Linked DNA regions of Sus scrofa: region 1 is linked to region 2. The links are chromatin contacts, called in public HiChIP or PLAC-seq maps. All regions are on one chromosome and are shown on one strand. Each heading gives the region's core, a stretch centred on a gene start, on an enhancer-like site or on the middle of the called end of the contact. The rest is flanking DNA. Distances are from core to core; before and after follow the strand shown.

Region 1 (4,296 bases), core at 972-3,471, 200 kb after region 2:
TGTAAACCAACAAGTTCTCCCTTTCAATAAAAACAGAATAAACCTGCCTGCATCTGTCCTTTCACTGCCTTGACTCTTTTTGCTGCCCTTTTCTATTTCTGCTCTGACAGAGATTCCCAGATCCTCTGAAGAATTCCTCAGACTTTTCAGAACACTCTACTGACTGCCTTGCCCCCCAGTGTCTGAGCCTTTGGTTCCTCTTAACATCCAAAACCCCGAGAGCACCACTTATCACTCCCAAACCCCCATTCCTCCTGCCTACAGGTCTCCTCTGCCAATGCCCTTCCCCCCAATTCACCAACCTGCCCTCTATCAGCATGGACAGTGAACATCATTAACTTTGAATGAGTGAAGGGGGTTAAGGAAATATTCACCAAGATTATGTCAATTGTATCTCAGTAAAACTGGTGAAAAAAGGAAATACTCACCAAAGAAATCATAAGACTTCAGAACACATACTTGAGAAATTTCAAAAGAATAAATTATTTTTACAGAATTTTCATAAACTGTGTGTGAAAATAGTCTAAAAATAATCTGTTCTTTTAAGTATGTTAAATTGATTTGGGTGAGAGTTTTTCTTAGAAATACCTTATTAACAATTACTTTGAATCACTGTAGCATACCTAATTTTAAAAAATATATTTTCTCCCAAAGCTGTTTAACTAATTCCCTGTGTTAAATTCTCTCTGTTAAAATAACTGGCGTAATTCCTATTTTCTTGACTGGATCCTGACATAAATTATTTCTGTGTTTTTCCCCCACAATGTAAATTCAGGAGGACTAAGACATGAATAACAGAGGCAAAGGGTACAGAATTAAGAGCAGCTATGAAGCGGACTTTTAAAAATAAAAACTGCATACTTCATGACCTTGCTTCCCCTTAGAACAATTTGTTTACTCTGCCTTTCAATTTAATATTCAGATTTCATACAATTTTACATACATACTTTCAGGTTTTATAAAATCTAAAAATCTGTGTATCTAATTTTACATTGAAGATTAAGTATATGGTGTACATTACACGGTATGAATGTATCACAATGAATTTTTATTTTAAATTTACTCTACCCATACTATAGAAAATTAATTTAAAACAGATGTAAATTTGGACAAAATGTTTTCACAAAATCTCATTCATAAAGACAATCATACAATAGGTAATATATCTTAGCTTGTTATCTCTAGGACCTGTTGATACCAATCGCCCACTGTTACTACGGAGTTCAATAATCAACATTTTATGTGGCACATCAGTAATACAACAGTGTACCTAGACAAGAACCCAAAGTTGTACATTACATTTGGGTTTTTTTTAATGGTTTTTATTTTTTCCTTTATAGCTGATTTACATTTAAAGCAAGGTTACTGAGCCTATAGGTACTAATTAAAAGAGCCATTAATAGTCACTATAAAATATGAAATAATAAAGAGGCATACTTTTTTTCAAAAAAAATGTTGGTCTTCTATTTAAAGAAAGAGGTTGGTGGCTTAAAACAGTTCGAAAAACTCTGCCTCAAAATATCCTCTTAGGTAATAAAAATGATTAATGCAAAATCTGACTATGATAAAGTCTTTGTGTTTTAGAACTCCCTTTCAGTATTTTCATTATTTATAACCAAAGTTATCCAAGCATAATTCGAATACTACTGGGTTTAACATATCTATATCATTTGGCTTCCAAAATCACCAAAATGTGTTAAAATGAACACTCACTGTCCCAATGTTAGCCCCCTGAAGCCATACAGAATAACTTCTTTCCCTTCCACATTAAAGAATCCTCCAAATGGCTGAAGACAATTTACCATCCAAGCTAAGCACCTGGAGTCCTTCAGTCTTCCTCTTATGCTGTGGTTTCCAGGCTCCTCGCCACCCTGGCCTTCCTCCTCAAGACACACTCCCCATTGTCAGAATTCTAAATAAGGTCTGACTGCTACAGATCTAGATAGAAAGTTTTAGATTAACACATCATCTGCTTGCCAGTTTATTAGCTATCATAAGCATCAATCAAAACTCGGGAAAAGCTGAGCTTCGCAGCTAACTTTAGCTGAATATTTTAAATGCTTAGAAAGTGTGAATTTTATTTTTGCTCTAACAGTCAGATGTAAGACATCAAATTGAAACCTGATGTAATTCACATGGCAAATGCCAACACCAACGATCTAACCACAAAGGGTGGGGAGGGGCCGCTGAGACACGTAAAAAAAGTGAATCAGTCTTTACCATGGGATTCTTACCAACTGGGTGACTTCTCTCTCTGGAGAATATGAAATCTTCTCTCTATGTACGCTAAACATCCTGTTTTCATGTCACTTTCTTCCTATAAAGATAATTTTTCTGTATACATATCTGAGGTTTACAAATGTTCTTGACTAAATTTGTAAGTCTAGGGGGCAGTGTGTAGAAACAAAATTATAAGCCTCTGCCTCAACCTTTAGTAAAATTAACATTATTTATGTCCTAGCTAGCATAACTTTAAATTAAAACTACAATTATTCTTTATATTTTCATCATATAATTCAGTTTTTGCCTCTGACTATTTGCTAAGGGCAAAGAACATTACTATACAATGCAAAGGCTGGTTTTAATAGTTCCAAGATCTATTAATTTGTACCTCTGACATTATAAATGCTTGTTTAAAGGAAATTTTATCTGCTAAACTGTTTGTTGTAGAAACTGTTTGCCCATGTCAAGCTGTAACCGCTGTGTGACAGGAGCTTCTGTAATAGGGAATTAACTCACTTTCACTATTTGGCTGACTTAGCTCTGTAACTTCCCTGGTATGGAAGGGGTGGGGTTTGCTTGTTGGACTGAGAACATCAAGATCCTTCCTATTGGCTTTTTCCTTTCAGGGCATGAAAAGTGTTGGGATCCAATATACCTCCTTCAAAAATGTGTATGGGAAAAGAATCTGAAAACGAATGAATGTGTGTATACGTATAACTGTATCACTTTGTTGTACAGCAGAAATTATCACAACAACTATACTTCAATAACACTTTAAACATGGAAAAAAGAAAGAAACCCTTCAACAATACAGATCATGTATCTTCACTGTATCTTCCTAACCCTTGGCTCCGAACTTTCCAAATGTGATGTGCTCCACGATGTTTCCTAGTTGAAGTGAACTGAATTAGTCTTCATAACAGCTCTCACTTAAGGCTAAATTTTATGGCCACTAAGGTGGAACATGAAAGGTCCGAAGAAATCAAAGACTTTTTACCTCTTCACTAGGTTTAAAAGATTTGTTCCAGAATGGGGCTGCTCTTACATACACGGAGTGTCCTCTAGAATATAACGGAAGCCTTTTGGTTGAAGGCGACAAAAACTTAACCCAAGCAAGTTAAACAAGGACGATTTATTGCTTCAATATAACAGAGAGGGTCCTACTTCGGCTGAGCTCAGAGGCTCCAACAATATCTTCAGGATCATCTCCTCTTTCCTTCTCTGGCCCCCTCCTTCTGCGCCATGTTCCTTCTCAGGAAGACTCCCCTTCACTCCCTGCCAGCCATCAATCTGAAGCTTACAGCTTTCCATTCACAACCCAAAAGGAAGACAGACCCTCTTATCAAATCTTTATAGAAAGACTGGTTAACTCCACTTGGACCATGTATCCCTCTCAGGGCAGGAAAGCAAGACCTCGTGATGGACAGAAACCCAAGGAGAGGGAGAGGGAGGCCCCCAGAGGGACGGAAGCTACACAGAAAAATGCTGGACGTCCACTCCACGATCCAAAGTCGGAAATCCCAAGTCCCTCTTTTCCCCTCCTGGACATGATGAAAATAAAACCATAGTCTGCCAAGCTGATTTCTTAGATGTAACATTTGTACAGTACACTCTCATTTGTTACAGAGAAATCCTATTTACTGGGTCAAGAGAATTATTCCAACCACAGTGTCAGGCATTTTATAGCCATAGCTTATTTCATTCTCACAATAAATAGATATTTAAGATGAGGGTACGGAGGCTTAGAGAAGTTACTTAGAATACTAAGTGGTACAGCCAAGGATGCAAGCTGAGTCCACCTGCCTCCAAAGTCCCCTGCTTTCAGCACTGAGAGTTTGGGCCTTTTTTGAAAATTTTTTTTTTTTTTTTTTTTTGTCTTTTGTCTTTTTGTTGTTGTTGTTGTTGCTATTTCTTGGGCCGCTCCCGCGGCATATGGAGGTTCCCAGGCTAGGGGTTGAATCGGAGCTGTAGCCACCAGCCTACACCAGAGCCACAGCAATGCGGGATCCGAGCCGCGTCTGCAACCTACACCACAGCTCACGGCAACGCCGGATCGTTAACCCATTGAGCAAG
Region 2 (4,499 bases), core at 57-2,556:
CATGGATGGAACTAGAGACTCTCATACTGAGTAAAGTCAAGTCAGAAAGAGAAACGCAAATACCATATGTTATCACTTATATCAGGAATCTAGCATATGGCACAAATGAACCTTTCCACAGAAAAGAAAATCCTGGACTTGGAGAATAGACTTGTGGTTGCCAAGGGGGAGGGGGAGGAGTAGGGTGGATGGGGAGCTTTGGGTTAATAGATGCAAACTATTGCCTTTGGAATGGATTAGCAATGAGATTCTGCTGTGTAGTGCTGGGAACTATGTCTAGTACTTATGATGGAGCATGATAATGTGTGAAAATAGAATGTGTACATATATGTGTAACTGGGTCACCATGCTGTACAGTAGAAAAAAAACTGTATTGGGGAAATAACAATTTTAAAAAAGATTTCACTTAATTATTATATCAATTTAAGTTGCTGCCTTCTCCACTGACAAGAGATTGTAGCAATTTCATCATCTTTCTCTTTCTGGTACAGAGAGGGAGACACCCTCACCAATGAAGATTTCCCTGATAAATGGAAATGTCCCTGACCAAAGGGTAACTTCTGTTCAGTTTTCAAAGCTTCCCTTGTGTCTGCTATTTCTTAAAAAAGACCAGCTCAAGACAATCCTTATGCCAAAGAGGCATATTTGGGGGTGCATATTCTGCTCTCCTTTATGGCCAATTAGAAAGCACATTTTTCACTGAGTTAATTATTTTCCATAACCTGTAACTGCATTATAGTACAAAGTTGTCATATCTCTGGGGATTTGTAACTACTCAGCCTAAAACTTAAGTCTCTGTTGGCTGTGTTGGCCATATCCAGCAGCCATAGCAATCCACAGCTTCACTGATGGGAAATGTGGGAGTATTAGCTGGCTAGGGCTGTCATCAAAAAAAATAGAAATCTATTCTTTCACAGTTCTAGAAGCTAGAAGTCCAAGGTGAAAGTGTCAGTAGGACTGGTTCTTTCTGAGGGCTGTGAGAGAGAATCTCTCCTCAGCTTTTGGTGGTTTATGAGCAATTCTAGGTGCTCTGGTTTTTAGAAGCATCACCGCCACCTCTGCCTTGGTTGTCACAAATTTCCCCCTTTTATAAGGACGCCAGTCCTGTTGGATTAGGGTGTACCCTAATGACCACATATTAACTTGATTACCTCTATAAAGACCCTATTGCCAAATAGGATCTCATTCTGAGGTACTGGGGGTTGAGACGTCAACATATGAACTTGGGGGATAGATAGGGTACTGTTCTACCCTTTACAGTGGGGAAGAGCTAAGTCTCTGATTGTGTGAAACCACAGTCTTGAAAAGCCTAGAGTCACAGAGTGCACAAGCCTGAGCATCAACAGGGAGGGGGGTCCCAGGGAAAGGGTGCCACCTCCCTTGCCATGGATTACGGCAACATAGCTTCTACCTCTTCACATATTGGTGTTCACATGAGATTTCCTGAAAAAAGGAAAACTGTCAGGAAGGGAAAAGGGGAGTTGTTCAATGGATACAGGGTTTCTATTTTACAAGATGAAAAGGTCTAGAGTTCTGGTGCACAGCAAAGTACCTCTGCCTATCACTACTGTACTCTACACACTTACAAATGGTTCAGACGGTAAATTTTATGTTACGTGATTTTTATCACATTTTTTGAACAAAGCACCCCAAACTATATTTGCTCAACTGATTTTTGTCTTACAGCAATATTTCCTGAAGAGGAGACTCACAGACGATGACTCATTTTCCCAACATATGCAGTTTTTAAAGGTTACACTCCACTTACTGTTAGCATATTGGCTATATTCCTGTGTTGTACAATACATCCTTGTGGCCTATCTTACACCCAATAGTTTGTAACTCCCACTTCTCCACCTCTTATGTTGCCCCTCCCCGTCTTACTGGTAATGAGTAGTTTGTTCTCTGTATGTGTACCACAATTTTTTAAAAAAAGAGAAGTCTGTCATAAACCCATGCTCCATGGAAGGACTAACCATGCCCTGTAGCCTGTGCCACACCACACAGTGACAGCTGTATTTGCACAGGAAAAACAAATGTCAGCCACATTCTGCCCCTCGCTCCATCACCACAATTTCTTCTTACCCTGAAATTCCAAGAATCTCTGAGAACTAATTCTCCTGTTTTACAAAGTTATTTTTCCTCCCTCCTGAGAATGAATCTGATTTTCTTAAGAAACGTTCCAATGCATACGTGGTTTTGGTTCAATGACAGTTATAGGCAAAGCATGAAACCTGAAAATTTCAACCTTGCTCCTTTCTATATTTTTTTTATTGTGTATGACTTTGGAAATACAAACCAAAAAATAAAGATAAAATAATACCATGATCCAAGGACTAAAATTGGAAATCAAAACACAATATATAAGCCATCCAAGAAGATGTGAAGTGCTATTGGATTGTGGTTTTATTTTACGTTTCTCTAAGGACAAATGTGACCATATTTTCATGTGCTCATTGGCCATGTAAGAATATACATTTAGAGAAAAAATGCATATTCAAATTCATTGCTTTTTTTTTTTTTTTTTGTATTTTTGCTATTTTCTTGGGCCACTGCGGTGGCATATGGAGGTTCCCAGGCTAGGGGTCTAATCGGAGCTGTGGCTGCCGGCCTACACCACAGCTCACGGCAACTCCGGATCCTTAACCCACTGAGCAAGGCCAGGGATCGAACCCGCAACCTCATGGTTCCTAGTCGGATTTGTTAACCACTGCACCACGACGGGAACTCCTGTAAGAATTCTTTATATGCCACGGATACCAAAACTTTATCAGATACATGATTTACAGGAAAGTATCCGTAGTATACAAATACTGGTTCCCAAACTTTGTTAATAAAATCTATTACACAAGGGGGCGCTAGATTACATATAATAAATTAATCTCGTAAAAGAACAGACAAATTAGCTTTAGAATATAATTTAACATAAAATAAATTGTAGCTATAGTTGAGAATTGTCAGTATTAACCAATTGAAGAGTTTTTTTCACATTCCACGTGGAATTTAATCTCTTTTTACATCTGAGATTTCAAAAGTTTCTTTGAATGAATTCTACACACACACACACACACACACACACACACACACAAACATGCATGGCAAATCAATGCACCCATCTCTCATTTGATCTGAAATAGCAATGAGGTCTAAGAGTATTTAGCTTTCTTACCTATGTAATGCATTAAGTAATTAGAAGCATTTGTCAAACTCCACTGGTGATGCAGCATGTCTTTTAAAAGGTTATTCATTTACACGGATTTTAAATTTAAACATTTAAGGGAATTACATGTTATCATGAATCATAGTTCATTCTGGCCGGGTCATTCCTCCTAACTTTACACTTTCCCATCCCACAGAGGTATTTATAGGAACTATCAAGAACAAATCAGCAAAATTTTCAGGAGAGGGAAGAAATATCCGGAAACATTTATGTCCTCATTTCAAATTTGTCCAGTAAATGTCCATAGTATAAAGATTTGAATTTATGTAGAGGAAAAAAATCAGACATCTCTAATTAAAGTCCAAGGGGGAAAATTTTCACAGTTCTAAATCTCATTCTGCAGACTGGGTATTCAATTAATACTTTTTTAAAGATAACCCAAAAGTTTACTAAGTCTCTCCCTATCCCCATTGTTCCCATCACTACATTAAATTAAAAACAGTGTATGTTCTTAGGATAGATGGATGTGGATTTAAATCCCAGGTGCAAAGCCTCAGTTTTCTCATATCTAAAAGAAGATCGACATTCTCAATGTATTTGGTATATCATGATGGCATTATTTATTATGTAATAATATCTATAAAGTGTTGGATATACTTCTTTCTTTTCTCTTTTTTTTTTTTTTTTGTCTTTTTAGGGCTGCACCCACAGTATATGGAAGTTTCCAGGCTAGGGGTTGAATTGGAGCTGCAGCTGCCAGCCTACACCACAGCCACAGCAAGGAGGGATCTGAGCCACGTCTGCGACCTACACCACAGCTCACAGCAACGCCGGATCCTTAACCCACTGAGCAAGGCCAGGGATGGAACGTGTGTCTTCAGAGATGCTAGTTGGGTTCATTACCACTGAGCCAGGGTGGGAACTCCTCTCTCCTCTTTCTTTTCCTTTGTCCCTTCCTAAATTCTCTGATTTCAAAAAGTGTCAGGTGTCTTGCAGCCATGTTTAATATTTTGTTGTTTTTAATTTGTTAATTTTTCCTTGCCCCCTCCCTGGACACCCCAGTCCCCACAACCACGTTCAAAAACTCTCATGAGGAGCTCTTCGTGGGGGCTGTATTCCAAAAACTTTGCATAGTATCTGTGCAAGACTAAGAGAATCAACCCTACAGTTTCAGAGGTCATATTCCTTTCCTATTATTACTGATTTCAGCTCTACTGTGGGTGCAGTGATACACTAGAACTGTCTTAGGCAGGGTTTTTAGCAGTAGGCAACTCCATTAAGGTAAGGTTTTTTTGTTTCTTTGCTTTTTTGTTTTTTTTGTTTTTTTTTTTAAGGGATA

The links. HiChIP or PLAC-seq counts read pairs in DNA pulled down with a chosen protein or histone mark.
Region 1: an H3K27ac HiChIP or PLAC-seq map of alveolar macrophages shows a contact between it and region 2. The contact joins two enhancer-like sites. A contact is called at or near these places in 3 of 47 Hi-C or Micro-C datasets (liver and skeletal muscle) and 1 of 2 datasets of contacts at active chromatin or transcription factors (alveolar macrophages).

Annotation. Positions count from the first base shown.
Region 1 is chr1:32,243,815-32,248,110 of Sscrofa11.1, forward strand. The region is part of intron 8 of AKAP7 (A-kinase anchor protein 7); the gene reads right to left. Among named protein-coding and RNA genes, the nearest start is that of AKAP7, 120 kb to the right of the region's middle. Within about 2 kb of position 2,222, at least 8 of the 83 cell types and tissues checked have an H3K27ac peak or open chromatin away from gene starts, as enhancers often do. A contact at or near this core is called in alveolar macrophages, where this site is marked.
Region 2 is chr1:32,048,040-32,052,538 of Sscrofa11.1, forward strand. All of the region lies in intron 4 of LOC106508846 (a long non-coding RNA gene), which reads right to left. Among named protein-coding and RNA genes, the nearest start is that of ARG1, 30 kb to the left of the region's middle. Within about 2 kb of position 1,307, at least 3 of the 83 cell types and tissues checked have an H3K27ac peak or open chromatin away from gene starts, as enhancers often do. A contact at or near this core is called in alveolar macrophages, where this site is marked.